Linked DNA regions of Capra hircus: all the other regions are linked to region 2. A link is a contact called in public Hi-C data. All regions are on one chromosome and are shown on one strand. The core of a region is the stretch at or near the end of the contact, and the rest is flanking DNA. Distances in the headings are between cores, read along the strand shown.

Region 1 (3,318 bases), core at 32-2,531, 180 kb before region 2:
CAAACTCGCCTACATGCGAGACGGTGCTGCAGATACCTCGCGCGCCCACGACCCTGGAAGCCTGCGGTGCGCGGTCCCTTTCACACGCACACACCCGGCCCTGTCCGCTCCCTCCCACGGTCCGAGTTCTTGCAAATCCCCGGCCAAACCGAGGTCGCCGAGGTGCTCACTCGAGTCCCTTCTCGTGGGCAGCTAGGGTAGTCCAAGGAGCGCCGCCCGCCTCCCTCTCCATGGGTGCTCGGCTCCTGAGCACTCACCGGGTGAGAGGAGAAAAACTGCGAGACCCTACAGGGCGCCTCGGCGAGGGGGCGGTGGAGCGGTGTCCCCTGGATAAACTCCTCTCCTAGGTGGAGCCCAAAAGGGGTTTGCAGACTGAAGTGCAGGCAGGGAGAAGAAGGGGTGTGTGTTGCACTTTGATTTCATGCAGAATCGTGGAAGAGGAAGGTGCAAAGATTTTTCTGTCTGAAGGCACGAGCCTTTCGGCTCGAGCTCCCCGGGACTCATGCCAATGACCCGGTCCTTGGCTAATAGCGATCATACCCAGCGCGCAGCCCGAGGTCTGCGCCGAGAGTCCCCGGGCTGCCTCTTCCCGGGACCCTAAACTTGGGCTTTGATACCTCGCCAGTCTCTGTAGTCTCAGCTACCCGGCGGCGACTGACAGCCGAGCGCAAAGCTTCGCGGAGCAGCCCGGGTCGCGGACGCCGCGAGCTGGGAGGAGGCCGCCCGGCCTGGCACCGCGATCGCGGGCCGGGGGCCCGAGTGCAGGGCCGTGGGTCTGACAGCTGCTCCGGTCGCGCGGACGCGCGCCTCCCTCCAGCCCGCCCTCCCCACGCCTGACTTATTACCCTCTGCTCCTCCTCCCCCTGCTGTTCCAAAACACCCGTCGACGCGAGCAAAATACAATGCCTCCTCGCCCGCCGTAAACAGCCGGGCGACAGAGCGCACGGCCGCAGCCGTGCGTCCGCCTGCTCAGCTCCCACCCCCTTCCCGTTCCTAGAAAATGCCATCAAAGCGGGCAGGGCGCTCGGCTGGCGGCTGCGTGCGCGCCCCGCAGCCGCGGCTCCCTTCCCGCGCCGCTTCCTCACGCCTCCCTGCCAGTCCCGCAAGCCCGCTCCCCCCGCGCCCCCTCCCCGGCCAACTTGCCCCGCCGCGGGGGCCCGGGACCCGCGGGCCACGGACTCACCTCGCCAGAGAACTTTGCGTTCTTTTCCGTCTCCTCTTGCCCGCGTCCTCCCAGCCCGCAGCCCCCTCCCGGCGGTCGGCGGATTGGGGAGGGGTGGGGGTCACCGAAAGCTCACCGAGGGGAGGCGCATCACATGGCAGCTCGTCCCCAGCCCCCCGAGAGTGGCGGGAAGGGGGAGGGGAAGGGTCGAGGGGAGGCCGGGGAGAAAGCGAGAGCCCGGCGGCCGCGGGAGTGGGCAGGCGGGGTGGCGAGGGCGGCGGCGGGCGCTGGCTTTAGCGCTGCTGCGACCGCAGCCCGGGCGTGCACGGTCGCCGCTGCCGCTGCTGCCGCTGCTGCTGCTGCTGCTGCTGGCGAGGCGGCGGCTGCTCGGCGCTGTTTGCTCCTCGCCGCGCGGCTCGCGCTCTCCCCGGAACGCCCACACTCTCAATCGCTACATTGTTGACATTCGGCGCTGACGTCACCCGTTCCCCATTCACAATAACTTTACGGGAGCCGGGCAGCGCACCTCCCCGGCCGCTGGGGCGCCGTACGCCCGGCGACTAGCGTAAGCCGCTCCGCGAATGGCGCTCCGGGGGCTAGGGCGGAGGGACAGGGGGCGGGCGCGCGCTCGGCCTACTCGCGGGAGGGGGCGCGCCTCACGCCGCCGCCGCTGCTGCTCTCCCCGCTTTGTGCGGCCGCGCGGCCTGGAGAGCCCCTTGCTCCTGGCCCTCTTGGCCGCCTGGTCGGTCCGGCCTGGCCGGCGACTCGCCCAGGGGCCTTGAAAGGCCAGGACTGGGGGCAAGAGGGGTGGTTGGCGAGGTGATGGCTGGTGTGTCACGTGGGGAGCGGGCAGAGCCGGGGCACTAGACCCTGGAAGGGGAGTGGGACCTCGAGACCTGGGTTTCCGGGCTTGCCTAGCGGTTTCCCAAGAAGGGGCAGGAAAAGATGCTCTGCGGGCCCCTCAAAGCTGACCGGTCCCCCTGTTGGGAGCAGACGGGGTGAGAAAGAGTAGCCTCTGACCTAACGTTGATACTGACTTTTGAATCCTTTCCAGGAGGGCCTCCGCCTGTCCCACCGAGGTGGCCTCTAAGTCCACACGCCAGGGTTTGAAAAGGGGCGCGTGCGATTGCGAAGCTCACCCAAGAGCCTACCTCGCAGCTGCTGCCCCAGTACTGCTGGGTTCCAGCCCCCTCCCCCGCCGCCCACTCGAGAGGCCGCCAGGGTGTTGCTGCTGCACTTGAAGGCCATCGCGCGGCTGCCCTGTCGGAAGAAAGCTTGATGGTGGTTAGGGTTTTACAGAAAGTAATTAGGACTTCGACTGAAGGAACATTTGCAATAAAAGGAGGTTGTGTTAGTATAGTGCTGGTGCCTGCAACTTTACGCCTGCGAAGGCCAAGAAATTCTGCCACGTTTCCCTGAACACCTATAACTTGGCCCCCTTGTGTACAGGCAGTATTCTGTATTATTACATGTGGTGCTGATTTTTAATGAAGATTATAAAACTTTGGCTCGCTCTACTGAGAGAAGGACCATAAATCGCCCCTGTAAAATGGGCACTGGCATATGCTGAGGAAGCAGCGAAGCGCTGCCCTGGGAGTCTTGTGATATCAGCCAAAGTGTTGCTCTGAACCACCTTCGTTTGAGGGCAGAGTTTTCAAAGGCCCCATTTTGAACGTCTGCGTGGAAAGCTAAGCAATGGCTGCAAGGAAGCGGAAGGGGCCAAGGTAATTTTTCTAGCAGCATTGCAGAGCCTCCTGGAATAGGTCGAGACCCACACTGGGTATCTTCCTCTGCTAGCATCTCTACTTTTCGGATGAACAGCAGTCCCAGGGGTAGGAGCAGCCCTCAGTCCCCTGATTCGATGAATCTGGTGCTCCTTTTGACAAAACATCCTGGCTTCTGAGAGGTTCCTGCCTGGCCTCACGGTCAGGACAGAATTCTGATGATCTGCCTTGGCGGGGCCATTTCTTATAGTCTTCTGAACAGTGATGTTTCTGCATTCCTCCTTCTTGTAAGCATGTGAGTGTCAATGTGATAACTTTGCTTTTTAGTAGAACCAAGCAATGTTTTCTCCTAAGTGCCAGGCTTGAGAAGATCGCTAGGAGGGTGGAGTAGATTAATTTGTTTTGAAAACAAATTGTGGCCACCCAGCTGTG
Region 2 (3,301 bases), core at 141-2,640:
GTGAAGCCCGGCTGTGGGATGCTACATAGCACAGAGGGCAAGCTCTGGTTCTGGAGTCAGCCTGGGTTCAAATCCTCTGCGTACTACTCTCTTCATCTGTATTCATTTCCTGTGGCTGCCATAACAATTTACCACAAACTGGGTGGCTTAAAACAACAGACATGTATTCTCTCATAGTTCAGGAGGCGAGAAGTCTGAAATCAAAGTGTCAGCAGGGCCGGTTGTTCCTGGAGCTCTCAGAGAGAATCTGCTCCATGTGTCTCTCTCTCCAAGCTCCAGGAGGCTGCCAGCAACCCTTGGCGTTCCTTGCCTTGTAGACACATCACTTCAGTCTCTGCCTCCACCCTCACGTAGACTTCTGTCTGTGTCTCTGTGGGGCTCAAATCACTCTCTCTCTTCTCATGTTAAGGCTGCCAGTCAGAGATGGGCCCGGGGAGATTTTGTTTTTAGCAATTACCTCTGCAAAGACCCTATTTCTAAATAAGGTCATGTTCTCAGGTTCCAGGTGGCCATGAATTTGGTGGGGTGGTAGGGGGTTACTATTTATCTCACTGTATTAGTATTGTGCTCTTGGATGAGGAATTTTACCTCTCTGAGTGTAAGTTCTTGGGGTTTTTTTTAAGAACTAAGTGTGATAACACCCATAAAGCTAATACATAACATCCAGGACACAGTAACTATTCAACAAATGCTGGTTACAGATGATGACCAAAAAATATGATTATACCGTAATGTGATCGATCAATAACTTATTAGCCATTTAGATTTTTTCCCATTTTTTGTTAGCATAGGTGAACTCCTAATAAATATCCCCGTATCTTTAGTTTTGAAAATGTTTTACACATTCATGTTTATTTCCTTAGCATAAATGAGTCGTGGTTCCCAAAATTCTAAGGCTTTTGAAGTCCCAGTTCCATTCTTGGACTTCACGGGGTTACAATTGATTTCCATCGTCTGTTTCGGGAAATCACAGTCTGAATTCTTTGGCACAGCAGTCTGGAGACCTGTCTCAGTTTTCCCCAAAGTATCATTCCTGGAAATACACACTGAAGATCTGACAGTGTGTTTTCTCATGCCTGTTTTCTCACGATTCTTCTCCGGATGGGAATGCAGTGGGGCCGAGGAGGAGATGCACCCTGGGGTTGTTGTCCCGGGGGGGCCACCGGTGGGTGGGGAAGGAGCCGTACCCATCTGGAGCTCAGCCACTGGATTCTGCAAAGCAGTTTTGAACACTCAGGTAGACGGTGAACCACACCAACCGTGACAGGAAAACAGCCCACCACAAATAAAAGCCTAGAGCTCCAGCTGACACTTGGGTGCTCACGTCTTAATACGAAATTGCTCAGCAGTTCAAACGTCCTGGCTCAAAGCCCTCACCGCACGTTGAGGAGCCAAGGGGCCATCTTTCCGGGGCAACCCTCAGGCCCCAGGTGATCCCAGCCCCTGCTGTCTGCCTCCTCCTGGGCACAGAGGTGAGGCCAGAGGAACAGGAAAAGGAAAAAGCCATGTGCACGGCCCCTGCTGCAGCCAGAGTACTTTGGTGTCCAATTTGAATTACGCTGTTTACAATGGCAGAACACAGAGGGGGCTCTCACAGATGCACCCAAGAACTAGGTGAGAAATAACATGACGGAAGGCCATCCACTAAGGCCCTGACTTTTGACAGTTTCCCCGTGGAGTGAACACACAAATATTTAGTCAGCTTCTTTTGACCACAATTAGAAAATATTACCAGGGCAGGTGACCACAAATGGTATTTAAAAACAGCTTGCTGGTTTTGCAGGGGGAGCTAAGTCAGAGAAATGCTCCCCCATCACACATACAAGCCCAGCCTCACCCTCCCTCCCCCGCGAAACTATTTTTCTTTAGATTGACATTCTTTTTTAAAATAAGGTTTGAAATAGTTCTCAAAAGTCATGAATTTGAAGGTGAGTGGGGTCCATCTGAAAAAAAAAATCTATATTTAGCTTCGCAACGGGCTTGTGAAAACTTGTTTTTATTTTGATTGTTGTGGGTTTGCACCCCTGGAGTTTCGTTTTGACTTTTCGGGTTAAATGAATTTCAAAGTGAAACTCATCCAATTGTCACATTTTCCCCCTCGTTTTAATGTAAAAACTGGAGGCTTTCTTATTCCAGAGGTCCTGACTACTGGTGTTTCTCTGGAGTTCCTCTCCTCTCCCTGTAGCAAGCTGTCAACCCCAGCCCTCCGCGTGTCTAAAGCCTCTTTTAGAGCTGAGACTGGGGGAACGCCCTTGGTTGAGGTGTCAGAAGAGCTGAGTTCATATTCTTGCTCATGGGCGGTGAAGCAACTTGGTCAGATCTGTGCTTGTTTCCTCCTTGGAGAAATGAGAGGCAAAGATCTCCTCCCTGTTAGGGTGCTGTGATGAAAAATCCAAGTTGAACCTGATTGTCAATTAAGGAACAATATTTGTCCTAAAGTAAACGTTGTTATCTAGGGAAGGATTTATCATCAAAATGTTTCTTTCTTTTTTATATATATATAAGCATTTGGAGATTCAGAATCTGATGTTGGAAGCTGTAAAGTGAATTTCTGCTACCCCAGAAAGGTACAGCCTCAGAAAGATCCTCTGACTGGTAAACAGAAGAACGAATTATTAAGCCCACCTGTGAAGAGAACATCATTCTATACTGTCTCTACCATGATGATGTATTGGGGCTACTTTTTTAACGTCTGTTATGCTTTATGTTGCTGTTGTTTAGTCGTTCGGTTGGGTCCGACTCTTTTGCGACCCCATGGACTGTAGCCCACCGTGCTCCTCTGTCCATGGGGTAGCCATTTTCTTCTCCAGGGCATCTTCCTGGCCCAGGGATCGAACCCACATCTCCTGCACTGGCAGGCAGATTCTCTACCGCTGAACCACCAGGGAAGCCTGTTCTGCTTTATACAAAACAGCTAATAAGTTATAACGATATTCAGTTTATATTCACGTCCTATTGCGGCTGTAACACATTACCGTGAATGGAGTGCCTTTCAACACAAATACAAACTTCTTACCTGCCAGATCTGAAGATCAGAAGCCTGAAAGCAGTTTTCCAGAGCTAAATTCAAGGTGTTGTTACCAAGTCCAAGCTCACTCTGCTCACTGTACGATGGGTCAATGAATCCGCGAGGTGAGGGGTGAGGCAAAGAGACTTTAAGTGGGGAGCCTGCTGACCAAGAAGATGGTAGGTTAGCACCTCAAAATAATCATCTTATTGGGGCCTGGTTGCCAGGTTCTTTTATAGATCAGAGATGGGGGAAGGTGAGGGAACAAAGTAAAAAGACCATTAATCTAGAAAA
Region 3 (3,094 bases), core at 83-2,582, 210 kb before region 2:
CTCCCAGGGAGCTCCTGGTCACTCATCCTGCCTCCAGGATCTACCTGTGGCTCCTGGGATATGCCTGGGAGTTCACTGAGGGTTTGGGGCTCAATCCAAAGCACACACACGGGACAAATTTGCCAAATATACTACTGTGTGTTAGATCTCCTAATTTTAAAAGATAAGCGTTATAAATATTCTTAAACTTTTTCAAAACTTCAGCTGAGTCTAAAATGCTTCTTCAGATAATTTATGTATAAATCTTACGTGAGCAATTTACTATTCTAATCAGTACAGATCTGGTCAGAGAAACAAAAGATTGGAACTAAAAACATACTTCATATCTGAAAAAACATGAACAGTCTTTCTTGTTCAATTATACTGACACAGATGGAAAAAAGACTTTTTTTTTTGGCCTCACTGAGAAGCTTATAGGATCTTAGTTCCCTGACCAAGGATCCAACCCAAGCCCTGGGAAGTGAAACTGGGTCCTAACCTCTGGACCAGCAAGGAAGTCCCAAGAAACATTTCCTCGCAACAGGCATGTTGGGATGACTGCCTTCATCCTCACAGAGTATGCTTTCGAGAGGGAACGTGGTAGAAGACAGTTTCTTCTCTCTGCAGCTATTTTTTTTTTTTCCAAAATCACTTTCCATTTGTCCTAAGTCAGGGTTTCTAAATAATCACAACGAAACTGTACTCAAAACAGGGCACTAAACGCCTGTTTTCAAAGTTCAGACAGAAGTGTCAGCTTCTAAGCTGATTTCATACTGTGCACCTGATATTTTGGGGGGGAGTAGGTTGCAACAACATGATACAAACATAACTTTCTCTAATGTTTATGCTAATATGATGCTAAACTTCTAACTCACACACTGAAATCTTGGCTACCGTCCATCTCTCCTGAACATGGTTGTCTTTTAATTAGCCAGATATGTCTGTAATAATAAATATAAAGCTTCATAAGAACTCAATAAACCAAGGTGAAATCTTTACCACCTAAAGCGTTTAGATAGCTTACAATCAACTAGATGGTGTTTTCTCAATGGGAAATACAGATTGCAAGGCAAGGTATCTTTCGATCTGTTTATACTGAGTGTTAACTTACGAGGCAGCCATGGTGCTATGGAACATGCATATGTACTCATGTTGTTCTTAGCACAACACTGTGAGGCACGCAGTGTTACAGGCATGGGACAACAGAGAACAGGGAGGCTCTGAGAAGGGGAAACGAGCATGCATCAGGCGTGACCACGTGGCATCGTAACAGTGCTCATTCTACATTATCTCACCTAACTCTCTCTGCAACCCTAGGACGTATCAGTAACCCCACTTTACAGAGGAGAACACTGGGAGGTACACAGCCGAGATTGCTAAGCTGGGAACGAAACCCCCTTACGCATCATGAGCACAATCCCTCTCTCTGGTCACCAAATTCTTCAAGCTTCAAGCCAGAAACCGGAGGCAGAGGTCATGGCCATGGAGGGGGCTGCCACAAATATTACCTCCTGGTCACTGTATCCACTGAGGCTACAGAAACCAATTGCCTGGAGGAGGGGAAATATACAACCATGCCCCAGGGTTGAAGGTAAGTTTCTTTTTAAATCCAGAGGATGTGGTCCACTGGGTGGCTTTATATTCTGGTTTAACCCAGAGCTTAAAGCCTAAGGAAAACAAACTGCCAATCTGACTCCAAGGCTGACTCAGCCTTCCAGAGATTCTATAAATGACTGATCACTGAGAGAAGGGAAAGCTCTCGAAGACCCACTGGAAGGCTCTTCTCAGCTGCCTTCCTGCTTGTCCCTCATACTTCCCTCTGTATGACTAACTCGGGGTCTAAATTTACATGTGTAATTATTCACAACAGCCAAAGGTGGAAACTACCCAAATGTCTATCAGCTGATGAATGGATAAACAAATTGTGGTGTATTTGTGGCATACAATGGAATATTATCCAGTCATAAGGACTGAAATACTGATACATGCTACAGTGTGGATGAACCTCAAAAACATTATGCTAAATTAAAGACGCCAGACCCCCAAAGTCACATATCATATGTATGATCCCATTTATACGTAGCATCCAGAAAAGGTAAATCCATAGAAGCAGGAAGCAGGTTGGTGGCTTCCAGGGGATGAAACATGAGGGTATTGGGAGTGACTTTTTAATGGGTATGCGGATTCCTTTGGGGTGATGAAAATGTTTTGGAACTAGATTGAGGTGATGGCTACACACTAAATTGTATACTTTAAGAGGGTTAATTTCATGTTATGTAAATCCACTTCAATTAAAAAAAAACACATATGTGAATTCGCACTCCTTGGGCAGTCTTGAATAACAATGTACAGTACGCCAAGCCATAAAGATGCCCCACCCTGGGCTCTTTTTACATTACACACAAATAGACAGAGACGGATTTCCTGTAAGTAAGCTGATCTTGAAGAAAAAAATGTTAGAGAAAGAAAATGAGAACTAAGCCAACTCAACAAAACAAAACAAGATTCAACACTGTATTTTTTTCATCTTTGTATCTCCTCTATCCCACGAAACCAAACATAAACCCCAATCACCAAGTATACCACACACAGAAAAACTGGTACTTAAAGAGACCAGTAAAATGAAATCTGTGGTGGGCTGTCCCCTCACTGTCCCAAACTTAGAAGAAAATTCCAACAGGCCCTTAAACATACAAAAAGAGGCACAATCTCACTGATAATCAAGGATATTCAAAAGAAAACAACTAGAGAATCTCTCTTCATCCATCAGAGTGGGAAACCTGGACAAGATTCCAGCTCTCTAGCTGCAGTGAGGTAACCAGGTATTTCATATTTTCCTGGTGAGACTCTCCATTGATGCAACTTTTTTGGAATGTCATCTGGCATCATCTTTGACTCAGCTCTTAGGAATCTATCCTTCAAACTGGGTAAGTGAGAATATGCGCACAAGAATTTTAACTGTGGTGTTTTGTGGAATGGTAAAAACCTAGGATGCCCCTGAATGCCATCAACTGAGGAATATTTAAAGAAACTATGGCGCACCTTACGGGCTTCCCTTGTAGCTCAGTTGGTAAAGAATCTGCCTGCAGTGCAGGAAACCCGGGTTCGATCCCTG

The links. Hi-C and Micro-C count contacts between places; a contact is called where the count stands out from the background.
Region 1: a Hi-C map of blood shows a contact between it and region 2, with 6 times the contacts expected there. The contact joins the promoter of BACH2 here to the enhancer-like site in region 2. A contact is called at or near these places in 2 of 5 Hi-C or Micro-C datasets (both in blood).
Region 3: a Hi-C map of blood shows a contact between it and region 2, with 3 times the contacts expected there. The contact joins two enhancer-like sites. A contact is called at or near these places in 2 of 5 Hi-C or Micro-C datasets (blood and liver).

The regions. Positions count from the first base shown.
Region 1 is chr9:47,244,609-47,247,926 of ARS1.2, reverse strand. It overlaps BACH2 (transcription regulator protein BACH2), which reads right to left and starts at 1,281. Exons shown (of 7, transcript XM_018053144.1): 1 at 1,184-1,281.
Region 2 is chr9:47,065,095-47,068,395 of ARS1.2, reverse strand. No RefSeq gene overlaps it. Among named protein-coding and RNA genes, the nearest start is that of MAP3K7, 110 kb to the right of the region's middle. Within about 2 kb of position 1,390, at least 1 of the 5 cell types and tissues checked has an H3K27ac peak or open chromatin away from gene starts, as enhancers often do.
Region 3 is chr9:47,276,074-47,279,167 of ARS1.2, reverse strand. All of the region lies in intron 1 of BACH2 (transcription regulator protein BACH2), which reads right to left. Among named protein-coding and RNA genes, the nearest start is that of BACH2, 31 kb to the right of the region's middle. Within about 2 kb of position 1,332, at least 1 of the 5 cell types and tissues checked has an H3K27ac peak or open chromatin away from gene starts, as enhancers often do.